Linked DNA regions of Ovis aries: region 1 is linked to region 2. The links are chromatin contacts, called in public Hi-C maps. All regions are on one chromosome and are shown on one strand. Each heading gives the region's core, a stretch centred on a gene start, on an enhancer-like site or on the middle of the called end of the contact. The rest is flanking DNA. Distances are from core to core; before and after follow the strand shown.

Region 1 (2,823 bases), core at 218-2,717, 83 kb before region 2:
CAAGAGCCAAGTTCAGGTCTTCCTGATTTGGGGTAGCTCACGCCCCTTCTCTTAGCCTTAGTTGCTTTAACTTGGAACAATAACTTCCACCTCCAGAATAATTCTGAAACTAAATAATACACCAAGGTGCTTCATAAAGCTCTGTAACAGGAGAGGGCTCAGATACAATTTACATCATCTCAGCACCTATTACAGAGCAAGCGCTTGCCCTGATCACTCTCTCCTCAGCGAAACTAAAGCTGACATGGTTAGTATTCCCATTTTACCCCCAGAGAGGAAATGCTCCACGGTTATGTAATTTAACAAGATTACAGAGCCCTGCAGCTGGGAACTCAGGTCAAACTCCATCCACCGCCCGTTCTCTCCGCACACCTGCCTTCAATCTGCCGCCAGAAACGCCTGTTCCAACCCTCGGCGGGGGGGGGGGGGGGGAGGGCAAGCTTTGTCCCCAACTCTCCCACCTCACTCCGATGGCGGGTGGAGAAAATGACAGGAGTCATGGAGGCTGGTTCAGGAAGGCTAGGGTTGGGAGTCGGGGTCCTGGATTGCACCTGTGACTCCCCGAGCCACAGTGTCCTCATCTGTCCAACCGGACCCCACTTCTGCCCCTCACAGGGTGGCAGCTGCAAGAAAGCTGCAAGAAATACCAGATGTGGCCATGAAGACATGCTGGGCTGTTGCTGGGTGGGAACCGCCCGCACATCCCTCCAGTCCCCCTCCTATCGCCTGGAGACGCCCCTTCCCCAGCCCTCACCCCCAGGCATGGAGCTGAAAGCGCCGCCCCCCACCCCAGCTGTTTCCCCGCGCTCACCGGGGGTCCGGCTGCCGTCGCTGAGCGGGTGCCACGGGTCGCGGTCGGTGGCCACCAGCAGGCAGTCGGGGTCGCGCAAGTGCGCGCAGGCCTCGCTCAGCTTGGCGAAGGAGAAGTGCTCGTCGTAGCCCACAAGCACGGCGCGCACGCGCGGGGCCGCGCCCGGGTCCTCGCTGGGGTCCCCCGCCAGGCGCAGCCCGGCGGCGCGCAGCTCGGCCCGCAGCCCTTCACCGCCCAGCACGAACACCGCGCCCTGAGTGTCCGGAGGTCCGAGCAGGCGCTGGCGCAGCAAGCGCGCGGCGCACAGCGCGGAGCTGAAGAGCTGCTCGGAGCGCAGCCCCCCGAAGCCGAGACGTGCGAAGCGGAGGGCCAGCTCGGGCCGCGCGCGCCGGCTGTTGTTGCTCACGAAGAGCGCCGCCTTGCCAGCCTGAGCCAGTCTCTCCAGCAGCTCGGGGGCGCCCGGCACTGCGCACTCGCCGTTCCACAGCACCCCGTCGCAGTCGAACAGGACCCCCTGCGCCCGGCCCACCACGTCGCGCAGGGCCGCGCCGCGCAGCCGCTCGCAGCGCGCCATGCAGCCGGCTGGCTGCCCGAACACCGGAGCCGCCCCGCTCTCTTCCCGCGGGCACAGCGCGCTCGCCCGCAGAAGGCTTGTCGCGGGCACCCGCCAATCGGCGCGCCAGAAGGGCCAGGGGGCGGGGCCACGACCTGATCTGCAGCCAATGGGAGGGAGAGTCTCGGAGAGGAGCGGTCGGGGGGCTGGGAGCTACACGAGCCTGGCGAAAAGGGCGGAATCTCGAGCGCCACCAAGGGAAGGGGGACCAATGAAGACCTAGCCTGGTCCTTCGTCCCGCCTCTTAGCTCCTCTGGACCAGTAGCCGCAGAGCATCAGCTCCGACTCGCCGCCTGCCGGGAGAGGGATTGACCTTTTTGACCAATAAGGAGTTACGAATGGAAAAATAAGGCCCGTTCCTCGTTCTCCAGCCAATCACAAGCTTAAGACAGATGGTTGCTAGGAGGAAAACAAATACTAAAGGAGATGTTATCTTCGGGTCAACTCTCACTGCCTTCCTAACCCTAGATGCTCCAGTTCCGAGCGGAGCCCTGGGAAGAAGTCCTGGGATGCAGTGTGGTTGATTGGGGAGAGAGGCACATGGTGTCCCCTCAGACGCTGGAGCCCTTGGCCTGGACCTTTGGTTTTCCACCCTGTCTGCGCAGTAGAGTTCCCAAGGAAACGTATTTTTTTTAAATTATATAATTCACATACAGTAAGATGTGTGGATCTTAAGTGTATAGTTCGATGCCTTATAAAACGTGTGATAGGGCCCCAGAAATTCTGATTTTAATTCCTTTGGGTGAGCCCTGGCTTTTTTTGATTTGTTTTTTAATCACCCAGGGATTCTACTGTGAGGCCAGAATGGAGAGACACTGGGCTAGAGGCAGCTTGGTCCCTACTTGGTGAGGAATGTGCCACAATTCTAAGGTTGTCTGCCAACCTCTGAGAAGACTCTGAAGACTGGTCTGACCCCCAGGAGCAACTGGAGCTTCAAAGACCCGAGAAAAGGCACACCGTTCAGCCTCTGGGGCTTATATTTTGTTTCTCATTGGCCTGGCTTTTGCTCCTGACCTTTGCATAGGTGGTCTCCTTCACTTGGAATGTTCTTCCTTCTTCCTCTACCTGGCCAGCTCCGGAAAGACTGGCCTCTCCAATACTGCCCCCTCCAGGAAGTGGGTTAAACGGCTTGCTCCTAAGTGGGCTCTCATGGGTTCCTGGTGCCATGACACTTAATTTTTCTTCTTTTCCCTGTCACACAGCTTGCAGGATCTTAGTTCCCCAGTCAGGGATTGAACCTGCATCCTTGGCAGTGAAATCGGAGTCCTAGCCACTGGACCAGGAAACTCCCATGATACATGATTCTAATTGTCAGTTCTCCTGCCCTTCTCCCTGGGCATTGGGCTGAGTTGGGACCTCGCCTAGAGTCTGGCACAGAGCATGTCAGGGAATGTTTGAG
Region 2 (2,700 bases), core at 34-2,533:
TGTAGCCCGCCAGGCTCCTCTGTCCATGGAATTATCCAGGCAAGAGTACTGGAGTGGGTTGCCATTTCTTCCTCCAGGGGATCTTCCCGACCCAGGGATCCAACTCGCTTGGCAGGCAGGTTCTTTACCACTGAGCCACCTGGGAAGCCCAGGCCACTGGATGCAGCGTATACCTCTGGCTGCTCCCCTAGCGGGCCCCTGGGCTAACACCTTTGGGCCAGTGTCCGGGGCATGCCAGGGGCCTCCTTACCCGGCGCAGGCTGGCTGGCCAGCCGGCCTGGCCTCGTAGCCCTCCCAGAATTGCAGCAGCAGCTGTGGGGTGGCCGGAAGCCCCACCCCCGGCGCCTCTGGGCCCCAAGCCCAGGCCGCAGGCGGATCTGTGGCTGGCACTGCTCCTTCGGGCTGGGGTGGGAACACCGCAGGGATTTTAAAAATAAAGGGCCTTGAGACAGTGGCCTGGCCCAGCCAGCAGTGGGGCGGGGTGGGGGGTAGACAGGGACAATGGGATGCCAATTCTCGGGGGCTGTCCACCCACAGGGAGCAGCCAGACCAGGGGAGCCCACTGTTTCCTGCCCCCCCCAACAGTGCTGCCTTCCCAAGGACACTTCCTCTGCGCCTATCCTAAACATCGTCCCAGATGTTGACTGAGCGCCTACTATGTGCCAGGCCTCAGGGACCGCGGGCTGAGACCCTCCAGCCTCTCTTTCTCCCAGCCATGTTGCTCTCCCCGGCGCTACCCTCTCCTCCGTCTCCAACCTCAAGCCGGATGATTTATTGAGCGCCTACTATGTGCCAGGCCTGTCCTGGCCTCCTTCTTTTCAGCCTCTCTGGGCTCTTCTCCTCTGCGCTCACACTCTCCCAGGCCTCTCCCCCATCTCAGGCCATTTCTGTCTGCCTCTCTCTCCTCTGGCCAGGCTAACAGGAAGCAGCCGGAGAGGTCAAGGGCCACTGGGCCTCCAGAGTCCAGTGTCTGCATACACAGGGGCCTGTCGACAGGGAGGCGAGGTGGGGGAGGTGGACTTCCTGTTTATGAGAATCCGAAGGACCCCCAGGGAGGTGCCTTGGACAGGCGTCCCGGGCAGCCCCTCTAGTCTAGATCCCAAGTCTCTCCCTGCAGGGGCCCCCAAACAGCCAGCTCAGACCCAGGCACTGCCCTCCCCGCCTTGCTGGGGAGGGCCAGAGGAAGGAGGACTGCGTCTTTGGAATAGCCAGGAATGTGGGAGTCGAGTGTCCAGTGTCCACAGGAAGCACCACTGGCTCCAGGACCCAGCCCCACTCCTCCCTGTCTGAATGCCCCACCCCATTCTCCTCCCCATCTCCAAGGCCCTCCCCTGCTTTGACGGTGGGAGGGCTTGAAAGAGCTGGGGACGAAGGAGGCTAGGTCTCATCCCGCCCCGGCGGGGCCACAGGTCTTCGGCTCTGGTTGGACCAGGCTCTGGCGGCCTCAGTGCCCGGCTCTGGGTGGGGGTGATGGGCCAGTTACTCCATCAGCTTCGTCTTGCATGCACCATTGTTTCCCCTGAGTCCTCCGTGTGGGGAGGATGGGGCAGGGCCCCCAGGGGGCTTGGGACCAGCCTGAGAAAAATGAGACCAAGATGTCACTTCACACCTTCAAGAAGTATCACCCTCAGTTCAAAGCCCCAGGTTCGAGGAGCTGAAAGTGGGGGCAGACAGAGGTGGGGCCCGGCCAAAGTGTTCTGGGTGAGGAAGCAAATAGCTCCTGCCCTCCTCACCTCCAGGCAGTCTCAGCCAATCCAACCTGTGGTTGCCCAATAGGAGGTACTGACCTAGGGCCTGAGGGTCATGGCCAGTGAAGAGGCTGGGCAGAGGGAGACCTGACCTTGTCCTCTTCTCTCACCAAACCCAGAAGGAGGTCAGTGACTCCTGTCCTCTACGTCGCCTCCCCCACATCCCACTCTCTAGCTCAGAGAACCTGGAGACAGACCTATAGGACACAACGTCCTTAGTGCTGGAGGCAGCCATCCCCTAGTGGGCAGTGGGGGCCCCAGGAGCCAGTTAACCCAGAGAAGGCAGTCAGGGAGGGCTTCCTGGAGGAGGCTACCCTCTCTACACGGAAGCCTAAAATTAGGAAGGATGTGCCTGGCCATGGAAACAGCTTGATCAAAGGCATGACATTTCCAGAGAAATGCTAGCCACATGATGGACCTGGAAAAAGGTGCAGAAGAGTGAGCCGGGGGCGATTATGGGTGGGGTGGGGGATGAGATCAGTCTTCAGGGCCTCAAAGCCTGGACTTTCTGTGGCTCTGGAGCGCCCTCTTTTGCCCCAGGCCAGAAGGTGGAAGGGAGTCAGGCAAAGGAACCACTGAGATAGATTCAGTGTTGTTATGTGGTGAGGGCAAAGTGCTGGGGCCGGGGGCAGGAACCCTGGCCTCAGCTCTGCAAAGCTGCCCCCAAAAGACAGAAGACTTTCCAGTTCCTGATAGACCTGCTCTGAGCCAGAGCATCTAGGCACTTGCCCACAGTGGTGACCTTGGGCAAGTTATTAACTTCCCTGACCTCAGTTTTGGGCTCTATAAAATGGGGCTAAAGAGAGGACCTGCATCAGAGGGCTGTTGGTGAATGGAATTAATTTAGCATAGCTCCTAGGTGGTGCCAGTGGTAAAGAACCTGCCTGCCAATGCAGGAGACTTGAACCCTGGGTCGGAAAGATCCCCTGGAGAAGGAAATGCCAACCCACTC

What was found. A called contact is a pair of places that touch in the nucleus more often than the background predicts.
Region 1: a contact with region 2 is called in a Hi-C map of tail adipose tissue, with 4 times the contacts expected there. The contact joins the promoter of PDXP here to the enhancer-like site in region 2. A contact is called at or near these places in 3 of 16 Hi-C or Micro-C datasets (blood, muscle and tail adipose tissue).

Annotation. Positions count from the first base shown.
Region 1 is chr3:215,327,952-215,330,774 of ARS-UI_Ramb_v3.0, reverse strand. PDXP (pyridoxal phosphatase) reads right to left here and starts at 1,467. Exons shown (of 2, transcript XM_004006978.5): 1 at 812-1,467. The coding sequence starts at 1,385.
Region 2 is chr3:215,245,109-215,247,808 of ARS-UI_Ramb_v3.0, reverse strand. No RefSeq gene overlaps it. Among named protein-coding and RNA genes, the nearest start is that of CDC42EP1, 12 kb to the left of the region's middle. Within about 2 kb of position 1,283, at least 36 of the 54 cell types and tissues checked have an H3K27ac peak or open chromatin away from gene starts, as enhancers often do. A contact at or near this core is called in muscle and tail adipose tissue, where this site is marked.